Linked DNA regions of Mus musculus: all the other regions are linked to region 2. The links are chromatin contacts, called in public HiChIP or PLAC-seq maps. All regions are on one chromosome and are shown on one strand. Each heading gives the region's core, a stretch centred on a gene start, on an enhancer-like site or on the middle of the called end of the contact. The rest is flanking DNA. Distances are from core to core; before and after follow the strand shown. Region 1 overlaps Chn2 (chimerin 2). Region 2 overlaps Chn2 (chimerin 2). Region 3 holds the start of Chn2 (chimerin 2).

Evidence for each region. HiChIP or PLAC-seq counts read pairs in DNA pulled down with a chosen protein or histone mark.
Region 1: a contact with region 2 is called in a FOXA1 HiChIP or PLAC-seq map of pancreatic cancer cells. The contact joins two enhancer-like sites. A contact is called at or near these places in 1 of 484 Hi-C or Micro-C datasets (liver) and 4 of 115 datasets of contacts at active chromatin or transcription factors (embryonic basal ganglia, embryonic stem cells, pancreatic cancer cells and 1 more).
Region 3: a FOXA1 HiChIP or PLAC-seq map of pancreatic cancer cells shows a contact between it and region 2. The contact joins the promoter of Chn2 here to the enhancer-like site in region 2. A contact is called at or near these places in 10 of 39 promoter capture datasets (the C10 cell line, the HPC-7 cell line, HPC-7-derived erythroid cells and 6 more), 6 of 484 Hi-C or Micro-C datasets (the HL-1 cell line, bone marrow-derived macrophages, embryonic stem cells and 3 more), 22 of 115 datasets of contacts at active chromatin or transcription factors (bone marrow-derived macrophages, a colorectal cancer cell line, craniofacial prominence and 16 more) and 3 of 9 other capture datasets (adipose tissue, liver and pancreatic islet).

What each region holds. Positions count from the first base shown.
Region 1 is chr6:54,067,656-54,070,394 of GRCm38.p6, forward strand. All of the region lies in intron 1 of Chn2 (chimerin 2), which reads left to right. Among named protein-coding and RNA genes, the nearest start is that of Chn2, 29 kb to the left of the region's middle. Within about 2 kb of position 1,421, at least 23 of the 459 cell types and tissues checked have an H3K27ac peak or open chromatin away from gene starts, as enhancers often do. A contact at or near this core is called in liver and pancreatic cancer cells, where this site is marked.
Region 2 is chr6:54,198,439-54,201,138 of GRCm38.p6, forward strand. The region is part of intron 3 of Chn2 (chimerin 2); the gene reads left to right. Among named protein-coding and RNA genes, the nearest start is that of 9530036M11Rik, 47 kb to the left of the region's middle. Within about 2 kb of position 1,298, at least 14 of the 459 cell types and tissues checked have an H3K27ac peak or open chromatin away from gene starts, as enhancers often do. A contact at or near this core is called in the HL-1 cell line, granulosa cells, hepatocytes and 2 more, where this site is marked.
Region 3 is chr6:54,038,608-54,041,401 of GRCm38.p6, forward strand. Chn2 (chimerin 2) reads left to right here and starts at 1,325. Exons shown (of 13, transcript NM_001163640.1): 1 at 1,325-1,548. The coding sequence starts at 1,500.

The DNA of each region.
Region 1 (2,739 bases), core at 171-2,670, 130 kb before region 2:
TGTATTCCATTCGGGATTTATTTGGATTTTGGAAAGATGTGAGATACTGATCCCCTGTGTTGCCTGTTTGCAGCCTGTTCCAGTTGATACCTCCATTTTCAGTCGTGGCAAGATTGCAGGGGAATTTGCAAAATCCAGGAACCTCAGTGGTTTTTCAAAGGCCTTAGAGATTAACAGCAGACGTCTTTCCTGAGTGCCATCACAGGTGCCACAGAAATTTGTCTAAATCAAGATGGCCTGGGCAACAGGTGATGTGAGTGTGTATTCCAGCTCTGGGGGGGCTGACACTTGCAGGCCCTCCATTTGAAGGCCAGCATGTGCTCCTTGGCAAGACCTTATCTCAAAACTTATAAATACATAAGGGGAGGTTGCAGAAATTATGGCCAGAACCTATGTTACTAAACTTGGATGTGGGGGGTTGGGGGGAAGGGGAGAAGGCTAGCTGTCCAGTAGGCAAACTTTATTGGGAAGTATTTGCTTGGGACTCATACCTTCCTGAGGGTTAGGCAAAGATAAACAAAATTATACAATGTGGTTAAAGTTCCCAGATCAGCACACGAAGCTACCTTAAGCAACCCTGTACCCTGACTGCCTCGGCAAAGCAGTTGGGCTCTCTACACCTTCCCTGTGCTTTAACGTGTCTTCCTTTCCTAACCTCCTGGTGTGTGCCGTCTCATCCAGCAGCCAAGCAAAGCTGTCCAGCCCTGTTGCACATCCAGAGGACAGAGGACAGGGGCTGGCCTCTCTTGTGACCTCTTCCAGCTAAGTAACAGGGTCTAACCCCCACCCCCTCAAGGTGACTTACTACCTCACAGGAGGTGGGGGGGGGACAGTTCTGGCCATTGATAGGGTGTCATATTCACTGAACTTTCCTGTGGTTAAAATGTTATTCTGAGCCATGTCCGACAGGCTGTGGGATTAGGTCTTTATTAATAAAATCCCCTAAATGATGTTTGCCATGTGCCATTCCACTTGAGAAGATAAATAGGATAGAATTAAATGGACAAGGCAGATTACTTATCTTATAATTAACATTGTATGAGGATGAATTTTAAATTTATAGCAGGATTCTGGGCTAGCGAGAAGCCGTATTAAATCATTTTTCTTTAAAAAAAATCTTTTGAGACATAAATTTTCTGTGAGGGAAAAAGAAAAAAACAGAGAACAATGAGCTGTCTTTTCTTGATCAAATGCTGGTATCATTCCAAAGCTTTGAAAAATGAAAGGAAATTTAACATTTTACAAATCTCTCTCCATAATCTCCTATTACAAATGGGGAAGAAAACGAACTGAAGTATTTGGAAGGTTTGGAAACTTGGAAGATGCCAGTATGCTGGGTAAGCCTGGGGATAGGCAGGCCCCGCAAGGTTAGTGGTAGGAAGCTGATGACGAGTCTTTTGATCCTTTAGTCACCTGAACGGCAGCTCATTGAATGTGGTTTTAAAACTAAAAATAGTATTTCCTGGGAGGAAGGAGGTTTCTGAGTCTCTCTCTTGAACCTTGCATAGCCTCATCCCTTTTCTTACAGTACGCATTAATGTGTAGCAGGACCTCTACTCTGAGTACTGCAAGGGCCTTGCTTTACCTCTCTCTCTCTCTCTCTCTCTCTCTCTCTCTCTCTCTCTCTCTCTCTCTCTCTCAGCTGTGTGGCTTACATTGGGCACAAGTTCACTGTGTAGCCCAACTTAAATTATTCATTTTCCAATTTTTTATATCTTTCTGATTAGCAGTTGCCTTCCTACCTCAGTAACCTCCTTTCTGCTGTGGGTCATATGGACTCCACTTTTATCCTTCATTCCATAGCAATGTGTGTGTGTGTGTGTGTGTGTGTGTGTCTGTGTGTGTGTGTGTCTGTGTCTGTGTGTGTGTGTCTGTGTGTGTGTCTGTGTGTGTGTGTGTCTCTGTGTGTGTGTGTGTGTGTGTCTGTGTGTGTGTGTGTGTCTGTGTGTGTGTGTCTCTGTGTGTGTCTGTGTGTGTGTGTGTCTGTGCCTGATGGCTTGGCCTGCTGTTCACCTTTGCCTCTCCTTCTCAGAGGAAGTCACTCTTGACTTCCGGGGCCTGCTTTTCCCTCACTCAAGCTGCCTGGGTTTGCAGCTTCTAGCCTAGACCTGTGGAGGAGTCAGCCTGTAATCCTTATTTGCACCTGAGATAGCCCATCTCCATGGAAATAGCTCAGACAAGAAACTGAGTCCTGATTCTGACTGATCCTGAAGATAGAGGTCACTTTGGTTTTACTCAGGGTCACAACTGCTTTTCTTTCCCCCCTTTCATCAAAAATAGACCCGGGGCTTCTGACATGGGTCACCTGCATGAGAAATAACTGTAAGTGACATGAAGACCACCCCTCTTTCCTCATTTAATACCAAGTATTCCATTGCTAAGTGTAGGATGCAGAGCTCTCATGTACTAGTATCTATTAAGCATACTGTGTACAAAAGATTCCAAGTTAGACAGACGCCTTCTGCTTTATGTCACTGAAAAGTATGGCAGCTGGAAGTTATTGTTCCAAATGCATAGAAAGAGTGCCTTAAGACACACACCACACACATGCATACTCCATGAACACATACACAGAGGTGTACATGCACATATACCCCCTCCCCTTCCTGTATCCATGCACCTGCAGAATCAACCAACGGTAGATTTTTAAATATTCTGAAAAAAATTTGCACCTGTTCTTAATGTATGCATAGACCTTTTCTCATTCTTATTTCCTATGAAATATAGCCCAAGAACTAT
Region 2 (2,700 bases), core at 48-2,547:
CAGTGATAATGAACTGAGCAAGATGCCCAGGTCTGCAGTCAAACCACTGGGATGACAGAAAGCCATCCTGAGGATGAGAACCAGAAGGTACCAGCAGCTGAACAATGGTGCCGACTACGCCAGGAAGATTCAGCCATGGAAAGAATGCTCCGTAGCTTTCTCAAGATTCATCATTGTAAATTAATTCTTAGCGAGCCACCACAGCACCTGGGTTCTGCATGCATTTCCAGAACACTCCTTGCTACCAGATTCAAAACTTCTTCCAGAAAACAAAAGCCTCTCTTGCCCTTTCCACGAATTACCAATCTGTCACTTCTTAAGCATTCATTAATTACCAAATGTATGTTGGGGGAGTCTACCAGGAACTGTGCAGAAAATTTTCCCCAGAACCTGTCTCTTTAACCGAGACCTCTCCTCTGGGCTCTCAGCACCTCTACCCACCCGTCTGCTTGGCTTCTGCGAGTGGATGGCACCTAGGCTGGTGAAAGGCTCGCTCCCTTTCAGGTCTGCTTCATTCAGTGTGCATAGGTCTGAAAATCCTGGCTTGCCGCTCCCCACCCTCACGACGTTCTCTTCCATTCTTAGAAGTTGCCAACCTTACTTCCAGATAATTCTCCAACAGGTCCCACACCTTTGCCTGTCTGAGTTTCAGATCCAGTGTCACTGAGTCCCAGGCCCTCCCTGGACCCAATGTGCATAAGCACCACACCCCCAGCTGTCAGATAGTCCCTGTCCTGTCACCCTGTTTGTTCTGTCTCTAGTAAAGTCACCCCTTCTTGTCCACAAAGGATACATTTCCAGACATCTGGTAGATCCCCAAGAGAGTGATGCATGCTAACCCTGACATAGCCTACTTAGCTACAATAAGGTTTAGCATATAAGTTAGGTACAGTAAAAGAATAAAAACTCATAATAAAGAAGCAATTTTAAAACTATACTGGAATGTGTTATTTTAAACTTCTGAACTGTTTACTTCTGGAATTTAACATTTTCAGACCATGATTGACTGAAACTCATAGGGAAAAAGCACAGATAAGAGGGGATTGACCTGTTAAATACGTCTCCTAGTATGCTTCCCTAAATTATTAATTGTCACTTATGGGTCTTTCTCTAAAAGAATGGATACCCCAGAGACACCATCATTTAAGTTCCTCCCTGGCACTGAGTGCAGCCAAGCAACAGTGGGTAATCAGCAAACATGGAGCAGAGTCATGCAAGGAGGCCAGAGCTGGGTGGTGTGAGGAATTCAGAACTATCAGAGGCTTGCTAAGAACATACGGGGTTTACACAGTGCTGTTATCAGGGCAGTGAGTTGGACTTTTGGCAATTAAGATGCTTACTTAAACCCGACTGATAGTGTACCCTGGAATGGTCCAAGTTTCTTTTTAGCCTTTTTCAAAAGTCAAACATGTCAAGATTTTTTGCATGACTAATTTAAGTCAAATTCCACTAGCATCCCCTAAAGGACGGACCGTTTTTTGTGACGCAAATGACTCGCCTCCTTTGTCCACTTGGGGCTTCCTGGAGAATGGAGGATTACAAAAAGCAGTTCCAAAAGGGAAATAAAATGACAGGCTATCATTTCAAACCATTCTCCATTCTATACAGCTCCATTTCCTGCTCCCTCACCATATAACAATCTCTTTGGAAGACTGTTCTTTTAATGCAGAAATCAGTTGTAGAGCTGCCGCTCCCAGTGCTCAAGACCAGAGCCCGCCTTTGTTTTGATGTCAGAGGTGGGATGGGACAAGGACTTCTGCAGTTGTTGTCACACCCCACTGCCCTGTTTCACCAGCTAGGGAATCAGATGCTTTTTAAACATCACTTCACGTCCCTTCCCTCTTGGAGGCATTTCCTCCGGGTTCTGGTGTTTCTGAATAGCCTGTTTCATCATTTCTGCTTTTATTTGTAAAGCTGTCCTTTGAAGCCTACAGACACATTGTTCTTCATCAGGCATTTTAAGGTTTTAGCAGTTGCTCCTCAACTTCTCAGCCATGGGCTGTACGCCCTGATCTGGTCTCCAGCTTGCCTGGGACATGCACACAAGTCATCAGCATTGTCCACATCTTTCACCATGAACTCAATCCACTTAACATCACAGACTTCTGTAGCGCGAGGTGGCTTTCTGTCATCCCATCATTCTCCTGCTTTCTATATTAATCATTGGGAAAAGAAATGTTTTAAAACAAAGTGCCTTCTGGGAGGCTGCACCACTCTCCCGATGTACGATCCCCAGAGCTGGGACAGCTCGAACATCATGCGATTGATTCTACAAGCCAGGAACAAAAATCAATCTCGATGGTCTCTAATTGGCCTCATGTATAGTGATCAGAAGGCAATCGCTTCTCTGGCAGAAGCATTTCCATCCCTTTCATCCTGGGCTTTCTGCGCTGGTCTCTTTCTTCCCTCTTACTATTGACACAACCAAGAATAAAGGGCTTTTCCCATCACTTTTCTCCCCGCCTTTCATCTTATTCACCAGCACAGCCAGCCTTCTTTCTTCACATTATCTTCTCCTTACTTAGACTTACTCTGGTCTTAGACGGTCTTAGTATGGCGGAAGAATTGACGTGGGAGCTTTTCTTTACTTAAAGATAGGAATCGTAATACGTGTTCCCTTCCTTTCTTTCTTTCCTTTGCTTTTGTGACACTGTTCCTGCTAGAACTCACCGTGCAGCTGAGGATAACTTAAACATCCAT
Region 3 (2,794 bases), core at 75-2,574, 160 kb before region 2:
TTTAGCCATGTTTTTCAAATCGTGCCGCTCCCAATGAGAACACTTTCCGTTTTGCTCTATAATGAGAGTACTTTCATTCCTTTAATGTTTGCTTTTTTTCCCTTTGATCTAACAATTTCTGTTCAAATTTCACAGTTTTTCTGTAGCTTTAGGAATGAAAGAACCGATTACCCTGCTGGGAGCGTGAAACGGATTTTAAAAAATATATATCTGCATGACATTTCCTTCCAGTAAAATTAATTTAGGTTTAAATACAGGAGGATGGCACACACCGGCTCCAGTCCCTTTCTCCGGTACACCTAGGCAATTCCTTATCCTTAAAGGATTCAGTCGCACCTGCTGCAGAGTCAGTCTTTTGTGAAGATCCTACCAAGGGGCAGAGAACCACTTTCTTTGTGTAAGACCGATGCCACCTTTGGGATGTCTCTATTTCTTTTAGCACCGGTCTCAGAAGCATAGTGGACTTTGGGGGCACTGTCCCTGCCAGTGTCTGGGGTACTTAAGTGTAGCTAGATCAGCTCTCTCTGCTTTAGGAGACGCTTCTTGTGGCAGGGCAGGGACCTTCGGTTCCTGACCAACAAAGGACAAATTAAAGGGTGATGGGAAGGGCGCTTCCCAGCCTTGGTGGCATCCTGGCCTGCTCCAAACCCGCACGTAATCCTTAGAGACCTTGTCTTCTCCTTCTGGAAGTACCCCCACCCCTGCACCCCCTCCCCCGAGCTGTGTGGCTGATCCAAACCTAGAGCTTGCTGCCAGTCCCACCACCTTCCTCCTACGACCCCTCCATCCCCTTCTAATTCGGGAAGCAGCACTGTACACTGCTGCCCGGCCCGCCTCGCGTCCCTGGCGGCGTGCCCAACACCTCGGGGCAGGCTCCGAGTCCTGATGGTCTCCACCCCTTGGTCTGCAGCCTCCCCCTGCAGCCAGGGTTGCAGGAGCTGTCAAGCCGGCCGAGCGGATTCAGCCCGGAGCGCCGGCGTTCCTCTCCTTCCTTTGTGTGCGCGCGCGAGCCGAGTTGGGGAGGAGGGAGAAGGGGGAGGTCGCTGTCTATCTGTCTCCCCCGCCTTTGCCCGGGCCGCTCGAAGTGCGGCGGCGGGAGAGGCTGGATCCCTAGAGTCAGTGCCGGGAGCCGAAGGGCGCCCAGGTTCCAGTCGCGCGCAGGGAGCGGGCCCGCGGCGGGGACAGCGGGGACGCCGAGAGAGGTGGTCCCATCCTCCTGGCCGGCCGCCTTGGCCTCGCTGTGCCCCTGCCACCTCGACGCCCGCAGCGGAGTGCGCCCAGGCGCCGAGAGGGACGGCGAGCACGAATAAATAGCGGCGGCGGCAGCGCGTCATCTGGCGGAGCAGGAAGTACAGGCAGAGTCCGGAGGCCGGTGCTTCCCGCGCGTCCCCAGGACTTTGCCATGGGCTGGGGGCCGCGCGGGCTGCGAGCAGCCGGCCGAGGGCAGCGGCGACGCCGCCCGCACCAGGACTGAGAGAGCGGTGACGCGCGGCGCCGAGATGGCAGCATCCAGCAACTCTAGTCTGTCCGGCTCCTCCGTGTCCTCTGGTGAGTTTCAGCGCGCGGGCGCCCGTGCTGGGATGGAGAGTCTACCTGTGGCCGTCCCTCCCGCTCTAGGAGAGCGTGGCGCGGGACACGAGCGTCACTGGGACACTTGTTAAGGTGGTCAACACCTTTGCGTCTGAGCGGTGACAGTGTAGTGGTGGGACTCGGTGGTGTCCTAGGCGTGCGGACCTGGAGTCTGGGGCTCCTGGCGAGCAGTAGCTGCCAGCAGCCTTGCACTTTCTGCACAGCTGGAACAGGGGCAGAAGGCGCAGGGAAGCTGAGGGCACAGCTGGGCTCGGGACCTGTCTGCCTTGGTGCCAGAAACCTTGGATACTCAGAGCCAAAGAAGGGTGCAAACCCCAGCTCCTTGCAGACTCGGATTTCTTTGTTTGTTTCAGAAATTAGCTCCTTGGAGACACTCGCTTGGGGTATGGGTTTGAGAGAGCAGCCAGGACGAAAATGTGTCTTGCTCATCTGACTGAAGTGGGATAGTGGAATGGAGGTTGAGCCCAGCCTCTGACTCCTGGCGTGTTTAGTGTGTGTGTGTGAGTGTGTGTGTGTGTGTGTGTGTGTGTGTGTGTGTGTAGGGACAGACAGAGACAGAGAGACTGTGAGACAGACACAGAGAACATGTGTGCGCGCGGGAGGGGGGCGGTGGGGGCTGTAATTTTACTTTCAAGGCTTCTTTTTTTTTCAGTGTTAAATGTGGCTGGGTGAAAGAAGGGCTTTCAAGCTTTTCTATGGTTGATCAGCAGGTCTAATTGAACAGAAAAAAATGATAATGAATGTGAATGCATAAGAATCAATGGAGGCAGCCCCTCTGGTTTCTGAACATGACAGGTTTCTAATCAGACTGATGCATTAGGTACAGTTCTACTACCCCTTTGGTCACTGAAAACTTTAATAAGAAACCCTGAAGGGATGGCTGGTAAGACATTTGGCATGGTATACAGAACTCAAGGGTCCAAGACAACAGTCTTCAAGTCCTGGTGGGAATGCTCAGTGTGTTACTACTGTATGGTGTCCACAATTGAGTTCCTTTTATTTATTCTCCAAAAATTAAATCCGGAGTGGAGAAGAGATGCAGCACTGGCAGGAAGGCAGGCATTAAAAGGAATCATAGCTATGGATGTGTAACTAATCAGATTGTAGACACAAGGTGACTGTGACCAGTGTAGGTGTTCTCTTGAAAGCTACATGCTATTTTTTTTTTTTTTTTTTTTTTTTGGCCAGGTTTAGTCCCAGGGAA